Linked DNA regions of Mus musculus: regions 2 and 3 are each linked to region 1. Evidence: chromatin contacts called from public HiChIP or PLAC-seq and promoter capture Hi-C data. All regions are on one chromosome and are shown on one strand. The core of a region is the stretch at or near the end of the contact, and the rest is flanking DNA. Distances in the headings are between cores, read along the strand shown. Region 1 holds the start of Thop1 (thimet oligopeptidase 1). Region 2 holds the start of Scamp4 (secretory carrier membrane protein 4). Region 3 holds the start of Nfic (nuclear factor I/C).

The links. Promoter capture Hi-C pulls out the DNA fragments that hold promoters and counts their contacts. HiChIP or PLAC-seq counts read pairs in DNA pulled down with a chosen protein or histone mark.
Region 2: a promoter capture Hi-C map of embryonic stem cells shows a contact between it and region 1, with 2.0 times the contacts expected there. The contact joins the promoter of Scamp4 here to the promoter of Thop1 in region 1. A contact is called at or near these places in 3 of 39 promoter capture datasets (embryonic stem cells, frontonasal cranial neural crest and pre-B cells) and 2 of 9 other capture datasets (adipose tissue and macrophages).
Region 3: a FOXA1 HiChIP or PLAC-seq map of pancreatic cancer cells shows a contact between it and region 1. The contact joins the promoter of Nfic here to the promoter of Thop1 in region 1. A contact is called at or near these places in 1 of 484 Hi-C or Micro-C datasets (myocytes) and 1 of 115 datasets of contacts at active chromatin or transcription factors (pancreatic cancer cells).

Annotation. Positions count from the first base shown.
Region 1 is chr10:81,068,576-81,071,594 of GRCm38.p6, reverse strand. It overlaps Thop1 (thimet oligopeptidase 1), which reads right to left and starts at 1,512. Exons shown (of 13, transcript NM_022653.4): 1 at 1,317-1,512. The coding sequence starts at 1,332.
Region 2 is chr10:80,601,352-80,604,370 of GRCm38.p6, reverse strand. Scamp4 (secretory carrier membrane protein 4) reads right to left here and starts at 1,489. Exons shown (of 7, transcript NM_019575.4): 1 at 1,422-1,489. Adat3 (adenosine deaminase, tRNA-specific 3) reads right to left here and starts at 1,491. Exons shown (of 2, transcript NM_001100606.1): 1 at 1,422-1,491.
Region 3 is chr10:81,425,655-81,428,673 of GRCm38.p6, reverse strand. Nfic (nuclear factor I/C) reads left to right here and starts at 1,501. Exons shown (of 10, transcript NM_008688.3): 1 at 1,501-1,598. The coding sequence starts at 1,569.

The sequences.
Region 1 (3,019 bases), core at 263-2,762:
GATCTGGAGAACTAGGATTGCAGCATCTTTCTGCAAACATCTGGATTACTGCCTCCATTTCAGGGCACCTCAAGTTCCTGAGGTGCAAGTAATTCCAATTATTCCTGTTCCCATGATCCTGATCATGACTGGGGGGATTATCTGCAGGCATGAGAAAATGTATGGGTGTGAGCTCCAGACGCCACCCCCCCCCCCCAAGGCCGCTCTCAGATACAGGAAGGTCACACACAGGGCCCTTTGGGCTGTTTCCCTAGTCCTCTGTTCATGGGTTAAGATAGGATCTTGCCAGATTGTCCAGGCTACCCTTGCAATTTCTGGAGGTGGGATCCTCCTAGTCTCGGTCTCCCACACTTGGGAAGAGAGGCTGGCACTGGCTCTGTTTCCTTCTCTGGATTAAGCAAGTCCAGGGGACCCAAGATGACTAAGCAGCTGGAGGTGATTGCTGCCAACGCAGACGATCTAGGTTCAATCCCCACAACTGACTAGGTGGAAGGAGAGAACTGATTCCCGCAAGCTGTCCTCTGACCTCCACAAGCACACTAAATAATGTTTAAAAAAAAATCCAAACAAGTCTTCATCTTTTTGGGTCACAGTCATGTCTACAACTGACGGGAATCCCTGCCTGGTAGCTCCACCATATGGGATGCCCCACACACATACACAGCAGACCTGGCAAGAGAAAGATGGGTCTCCCAACCAGCCCTGCCAAAGTGGGGTGACCATAGCCTAAGCCCCTGTGTTGCTGACTCAAGAGGCTGGAGAGGGAGCTCTGTGATCAAGCGTGCTTGCTGCGTTTGGTTCCCAGCACCCCTGAAAGGCAGCTAGCTCTCAACCACCTGTAACTGACTCCAGGAGCAGAGGATGGGCCACATTTTTCTAGCCATCATGAATACTACACACATGTGCAGGTACTCACACACAGACGTACAAACAATAGTTAAAAATAACAAATCCTAAAAATACAAAAGAACCTAGTTGGAAGTATTACTAGGTCCTCTCTAGATGCTAGATAGCACACTGTCCTGGCACCGAGGTTCCCAGGCCACCGTCTCCAGCAGCCTTCCAGGAACTAGAGCCTTTTACACCATGTGTGGGTTTTGCTCATCGCCCCGTTGGCAGTCCATCTTACCCTAGTTAGAATAGCAGGGAGCATGAGAAAAGTATTCTTTTAAAATTCAGTTTATCAAGAGGTTGAAGTCATGGGAAAGTTAGTTCATTCATTTTGCAGACGAAGGGGTCAGGGTCGGGAATCCCAAAGGTTCCATCTGCCCGAAGGAGGAGAGAAAGGGAGGGCCTGGGCGAGGGGCGACCGGTACCTGCGGGGGGCTTCATGGCGGTCGGCTGCGCGCGAGGCGGCGACGGCCCTCCTCTGGTCCTCACGCCTGTGCGGTCCGGATCTCCTCGGAGCTCGCCTCACCTGAGCCAGTTCCTCTGCTGTGGCTCTCAGACTGAGGCGCCCGCCGCCCGCGAGCTCCGAGCACGCTAGGAAGGCGCGTGCGCGCGAAGGCAGCTGGTCAACGCGAGTGTGCATGCGCAGGAACAACCAGTCTGGCGCCGGTGCATCGCGGTTCCGCCCACATTATCCCGAGCTTGCCCTGTCAGTGGTGCGATTTTGCGCATGCGCTGAACACAGTGGAGCCCGCAATTGGCTGTCATAGGTGAGTGAGGCGGAGCCTTACGCACCCTCGGAACGCCAGGATGCTGTTTCCATGGAAACCTAACACCCTCTCTGCCTTGCCTTTTCTGTGAGGATTTCACTCTATACAGGCTGTGTGCGTTTGTGCTTGGTCTGTTCGTTCAATTCATTTCTTTTTGTTCTTCAGCCAGTTCCTCATGACTCCACCTTCTGAGTTCTGAGATGACCAGAGTGCTCCAGCATGCCTGGCTTCCCTCCCTCTCTCTCTCTCTCTCTCTCTCTCCCTCCCTCCAACCTTCTCTTCCTTCTTTCCTTCCTTTTTTTGACACAAAGTTTCATGTAGCCCAGGCTGGTCTGAATTTGCTGACAGGCCTCAAATTCGTAGCAATCCTCCTGCCCCAGCTTCCTGGGTTCTGGGAATGCAAGTGAGAACCGCCACGGGTTTTTGCTTGTTTGTTTTGTTTTTGTAAGCTGAGTGTGCTGACTTATACCTGCAATTTCAGTCCAAGTAAAACAAAACTGACCCAACCTGCAACCTGCAGGAGTAGCCTGGACTATATACCTTGTCTGAAAAAACATGAGAGATGGCTCTGTGGTCAAGTGTAGTTGATAATCGGTGTACTGCAAAAGCCAGGGCTGGCCCCTCCTTCCTGCACCAGCCTGTGGCACGTTAAGATGCCTCCTAGGAGCTGTTGGCGGCTCCTGTTAAAATGTTGGCACCATGACATCTCCTCAGCCTGGAGCTGTCACAAGAACTGTCTACAGTAGTGTATCACCTTTCCCAACACAACAGAGGTTGCCCCTCAAGAACACCCCTGCAGGAGCTGTCCTACAGGAACTGTCCCACAGTGATAGGACCTCATCTCCAGCCTCCTTGAGCAGCCTCACAGAGATGGCGCCTCAGCAAAAGTTGGCTGTGGCCTGGAAGGACTTTCACACTAACCCATGGGCCTGATGCAGGGTAAAGAGGGTGAGGGGGAAAAAAGTCACCAATCCCCGAACAGGAAAACCCACCAATCCCTGAGCTCCTCAAGCTCAGGACTTGAAATTCCACCAATCGTTAATCTGGAAATCTCTGCCCTGAAAAGCCCTGCCTCCTAAGAAATTCTATGTAAGCCCCGCCCTTTGTCTAATTCCCTAATGTTTTACTCCCAGGAGAAGAGGGAAGATTCATCTCTCCACACCCTGAACCCACCAATAAATCTCTTACATGAGATTTTCTGCTTGGTGTGACTTTCTCATCGGAAGAGCCAAGAAGAAGCGAGGTGAAGAGAGGGTGGGGGGTGGGAGAGCGGGGTGCGGGGAAACAAGGCTCCTGAGCTCCTCAGCTCAGCCGGGGATATCCTCCCCTGGGAACTGCAACACCTCTGCTGAGAGGGCTCC
Region 2 (3,019 bases), core at 240-2,739, 470 kb after region 1:
TATGGGCTAACTAGAGAGTCACGGGTGCCACTAGGAGTCCTGAGACTAAGAAGGGAGAACAGCACCAAGGGTGTCTGAGATCCTGGTGTCACCATGGCTGCCCCTGCAAAGGCCCCATGGCAGGCAGAGCCCATGAAGGGCGTGGTGACATCTGGCTTCCCCAGGGCATACACCACGCCTACAACGCACAGCGCCTGACTGGGCTACAAAGCGCCACTGTCTCCAGGGCAGAAGACACAGCTTTGTTTGTCCCCTCAAGACTAGACAACAAGGGACACAGAAAGATGGATGCCTTGGGGACAGATGACAGCCTGGGCTTATGGGCCTCTGGAGAGGAGTTTAATAGCTATAGGATGGTAGCCAATGCTTGGCCAAAGGGGCCCTTCATGTTCATTGCAATTGTGGCCTGTTATTCCCTTGTTTTAGGTGACAGGTGCCCACTGTACACCAGCATGGGAACAGGTTTGAAAGGGGCTCCTTGTACCACAGACAAGGACCTGCGGTCCAGCAGACACTTCCCACCTCTGAGGAACCACACGCCCTCTGCATTCAACAACTGCAGGCAAACAATGGGCCTTGGGTCCTGGGTATAGGGTCCAAAAGAATGGGACCGTGGCTGGACAGACTACAAGGATCAGGTCTGGAAGCTCAGGCCTGAAATACAAGTCACTCAATAAGCCACTAGATGGGAGTTCGGGGCCAGCTTCAGCGGTACAGGAAACTTCCAAAATAAAAAAAATGAAGTGGGCTCGGGGTAGAGCTCAGCAGTGCTGAGCCTACCTATGTCCACCAGTGAGGGACTGAAGCTTAGGTTAGGGCCCCTTGTGAGGGGATGGGGTGTGGCGCAGGGGTAGAGTCCCTGCCTGGAATCATCCATTTAAGGGCTGGGTACAAAGATTAGCGAAAGCTCCTGGAATCCACTTCTGAAGGGAGGGGAAGGGGATCAGTAGTCCAGTGCCAGTCTAATATAACCAAAGTCCAGGATTCGATCCCTGGTACCACCAAGATACCCCAAGAAACCCCATAGGGTACAAGAGCTTAAAGGGAAACTGCACACCTGCTGTAAGGATGGTGGATAAGATAACCCTGAGGCAGGGGACTGTGATGACCCGGAACATACAACCGGAAGCAGCTGGAAATCACAGGGTTTCCGGAATCAGAAGTAGGGTACACGCGTGCGCCGCAAACCAACGGCATAGGGCGCGGTGGGCGAAAAGCCCTGTGCACACGCGTACTAGCGTTGACTACTCGCGCACGCGTACTCCCACCGCCTCCCGGGACGCGCACAACCCTCTCAGGCTACGCGGTCTGTCCCGATAAGGCCTTCTTTCCCTGTCCACCGCCCTTGCCTTGTCACCATCTCCGGTGCCCCATGGCGGATTCGGAACGGCGAAAGCCGAACCCCTACGGCGGCTGCTCACCTGAGGGACACCCGAGCGAACGCCACGCTTATCCAAGTCCTAGCAACCGGGCCGCCACGCCTGCCACCGCGGGGCACCACGGGAGCGTAGTTCCATGGGCGGGGCCTGCGCGATGCGACTACATTTCCCTTAAGGCCGTGCGCGTGGCTGCTTCACAAGGCCTTGCTGAGTCTAGGGGGTTTTCTTATGTGTGCTGCAGCGAGTAGAATACTGTGGTTTGAGATCCTGGGATGGCACTGAACTCGGCCCCTTTGTGACACTTTGAGACATCAGCAGAGAGAAGACTTGAGGCAGAAGGAGACTCTATGGCCATTAGTCACTCAAAGAGCATCTGCCATCATACTTCTGTAAAGTCCCATGTTGCTGGTGAACAATCACTTTTACTGCTTGGAAAGTGACTGTAGTCTGAAGTTTTAGGTCCACTCAGGCCCTCATTCTCCTCATCTGTACATGGGTGAAACAGATATGTGAACTTCTGAATAAGTCTGGGGCTGGGGCTGTTCATGGAGTGTTTTCCTAGCACCCAGGAGAACCTGGATTCCATACATAGCATTCCTCATGGCACAAGCTGGTCATGCCTGCACTCTGGGGGTGGATACAAGAGAACAAAAGTTCAAGATGGTTGGGGCGAGGGCCTTTAACCCCAGCACTTGGGAGGCAGAGGCAGGCAAATCACTGGGAGTTCCAGGACAGATCCTGTCTTTAAAAAACAAAAACAAAAGATGAAGAAAATAAATGAACAAGTAATAGAGGCAGGAGAGATGACCTAACATTAATACCTTTTAGTTAATTATTGTTTTAGATAAAGAGTTTCACAGTGTAGCTTTATCTGCCCAACATGTCATTCCCAGGCCAGAGTCCCTGAGTCTCTCCCAGGGTCCTTCTTCCTCTGTGGCTTAGGACATAAACAGCAGATTGCCTGGCTGAGCCCTGACCAGCAGGAAGGTAGAAAGTGGCACCAGAGAGCCTGGGGTTGGCTCCAGGATCAACCTGTTTGCAATCTTCTAGGCCTGTCTGCCAAACACAATCTTTCTGGAATAAGGAATGCCTTGTGACCAGCTTATCAGAGCAGAGTAGGTCCCATGAGTTTGGTGTATGGCTGCTTGCAAGACAGATAAGTGGGAGATTAGTGTGGATATGACCAGCATTACAAAGCTAGAACCCAAGCCGGGTGGTGGTGGTCCACGCCTTTAATCCCAGCACTTGGAAGGCAGAGGCAGGCAGATTTCTGAGTTCGAGGCCAGCCTGGTCTATAGAGTGAGTTCCAGGACAGCCAGGGCTATACAGAGAAACCCTGTCTCGAAAAACAAACAAAAAAACGAAGCTAGAACCCTTAGGTACAGTGTCTGGCTTCTAGGAAGCCATGTGAACCAAGGGTCTTGGGAAGAAAACCAAGTTTTGGGTCATCACACCAAAACAGGGCCACCAGGAAACCCATGTTGTTTCTTTAATATTTTTTGACTAAGCCCAGGTCCATAGAAATGCTAGGCCAGGAGCTGTAGAGATGGCTCTGTGGCTGAGAGCACTGGCTGATCTTCCAGAGGATGAAGGTTCAGATCCTAGCACCCACATGGTGGCTCACAGCCATCCCTAACTGC
Region 3 (3,019 bases), core at 252-2,751, 360 kb before region 1:
ATTTTTTTAACAAATGGGTCATATGCAGCTGAGGTACAAGTCTAGTGTCCTCCTGAGCCTCCCGATGCACCCTTGGCACATGGTCACCTCGGTGCTGGTGTCTGCTTGCATCTCCACAACCCAGAACATTAGACACCCACGGGGAAACTGAGGTTCAGGGAGAATGATGTTTATTGGCTGGGACAGAGCCACACATGCACACTATGCATGCATTGAACCTGCTGTGTGCTGTCCCTAATATAGGGAGGTGATCAGTATGGGCTCATGTAGCCCAGGCTGGCCTTTGGCTTCTGACACTCCTGCCTCTTCATCCCTGCTGGGATGACAGGTGTGGGCCCTGGTGTCCTGGACATCCCAAGGGCGCGCATCCAATCTGACAGGTGGTTTGGTCAGTATCCGTGGGTACTCCTAATAGTGTCACTCACAGGCATCTCCTGGGGTATGGACCAGGTGGCCGGTGTGCCAGGCAGGCACCTGGGACCCGACACCCCAACCAGTGGTTTCCTTCTCTGGGCCTTGGCTTCACTGGAATTACAGTGATAACGGATTAAAGCATCTTACTGCTCTGTAGCACACTCTCCCCCCAGCCCTCACATCCCATGTCCTTGGGTCCCTGGGAGAGAAATAATTGAAAAAGGCCTAGACTTGTGAGTGGACACTGGTGGCCGGGGTGGGGGTGTGCAGGCTTCTTCAGACGCTGCCTTCAGAAAGGTGATCTCCAGCTGGGCAAGGCCCAGCATACCTGTCTTCCCAGGAGGCTGAAGTAGGAGGATCCAGAGTTCAAGGTCATCTTTAGCTACATAGTGAGTTCAAGGCCAACCTGGGCAACATGAGACTCTGGCTCAAAAATAGTAATAATTAAAAGAAAGGAAGGAAGGGAAGAAAAGAGAAGAAAAATGAAGTTAGTTGGAGTGAGATTTCCCTGTGCCTCAGATTCCCCAAATATGAAATGGGCAGCCTGGACACTGATCTAAACTTGGGGACCTGGTTGGCCTGGATCACCCCACTCTGCTCTTTATCACACAGTAGTGTCAGAGCCTGGCCTGGCCTTGAGTCCTGCACCGCACCCTTCCCAGGGACCCCATACCTGCTGCTAGACCACTTATTGGCTTTTTAAGGGAAAGCCTCCCACACTGGTCCCCCTCTACCCTACTGGCAGTGGCCACTTTGAGGGCACAGGTGAGGGGACAGATGGAGTTTGGGGTACAGTTGGGGGCAGAGGCAGGCTGCTGCAGGGACTCAGGTGGGATGTGGGGGGCAGCTAAGGGCTCAGCCCCATCTCGTGGACCTGATCGCTGTGTCCTCCTCTACAAATGGATAGCTCTAGAGGGAGGGGACTAGGGGGTCCGCGTGTAGAGACATAGTTTGTTTGTTTGTTTGCTTGCTTGTTTGCTGTCGGCGATTTCTTTGAAAGTTGGATGCGGGCGGCAGGGAGGGAGCGGGGGCGGGCGAGAGGCGGCGCGGGGCGGGGAGGACGGCGGAGGGAGGAGCGGGAGGGCGGCTGCAAAAATGACTCAGTAAGTTCGGCGGCCGCTCGGCCTCTGCGCCTCCGGTGCCAGCGCCCCGGGATGTATTCCTCCCCGCTCTGCCTGACCCAGGTACGCACCCCGCTCCCGGCCTGGCCCCGGCCCGCACCCCGGCTCCACCTGGAACCGCATTCTTGCAGTCTGGAACCTCCCCTCCGCAGCGGGGGTGGGAAAAAAAAAGCGCGCGCGTCCTCTCTACCCACCCTCTTCCAGGCCAGGGTGTTCCTGGCATGGACCTGGGGTGCGGGCAACTCTTGAGATTGGGGATTCCATCCTCGTTAAGCTTGATTGCACACTTGGAACCCCATTTTCTGGGCCCCCACTTTGATCTAAATCGGCTGTTTTTGGAACTCTCTCTCGTCTTGGCTGGATGGGGGGGGGGGCTGGCGTCCTCCCCACAGCCCTCACCCTTTGCACCCAGGAAGTCTGGGTCCCCTCCAGATGGAGAAGAGAGTAGGTGTCCGCAGGAAGCACCCCACCCGCACGTAGAACGCTCCCCACCCGCCCGTAGGACTGATCTTGGGGTTCCCTGCTGCACTGTAGGTCTCCCTAGCTGTGCGGTAAAGGGACCCCTAGACTATTTGTTCGCGAGTTCTTGGTTTCCCAGGTGGCCGCCCCCCCCTCCAGCTGGCAGTGTCCCCCTCCATTTCAGGCCCACGTGTGCGCGCGAAGGGGGAGGGGCGCGCGAAGTTGGCGCGCGGGGGGAGGGGCAGTCTTGCGGGTGTCCATCGCGGGTCCCCCCCCTTCCCTGGCTCAGCTCCCCCCCAGCTCCGCATTGATTCTTGAATTATTGAGCCGAGCAGGCGCTGCCAGGCGGCTGGCGGGAGGAGCAGAGGCCAGGGCTGGAGGAGGAGGAGGAGGAGGAGGAGGAGGAGGAGGAGGAGGAGGAGGAGGAGGAGGAGGAGGAGGCCGCGGCGGCGGCAGGGGACTGGCGGACACTGCGTACTAGGTGGCCAATCCAGCACCTGCCCTGCTGTGCCCCTCTGGCTGGGTTCCAGCATCTGAGGGAGAGTGGGGAGGGGTGCATCCATCCCTCCAGGGGACCCCCCTTCAAGGAGCCCCCCAGCTGTGTCTGCCCCCTGGAATCATAAGCCTGTCTTTTCCAACTCCACAGCCTCTTGTGATTTTTTTTTTTTTTTTTTTGCTGTGTCTGCCTCAGTTTCCCCTGAAAGAGAGTGAGACATAGTGGTCTCCAGACTGTGTTGGTTCTGGGAATTGCAGTTGTCTGATGTCCTGAGGAGAACTTTGTGAGGGCCATGGTTGTTTTTGCCAGGGAAGACCCAGGTAGCCCATCTCAGGGACAGGATCCTGGGGTCCTCCACTCCTGCGGGTCCCTCCATCTTGGTAAGAGGTGCAGTTCTGTGATCCCCAGGGGAGACCCTCATACTGAGGGAACCCCAGCCTGCCCTACCCAGGGTTCCCTGGTGACCTTGGATAAATGCCTGCCCCTCTGCAGGCCTCAGTTTCTACTTCAAGTGAGATTTGAGGAGTGG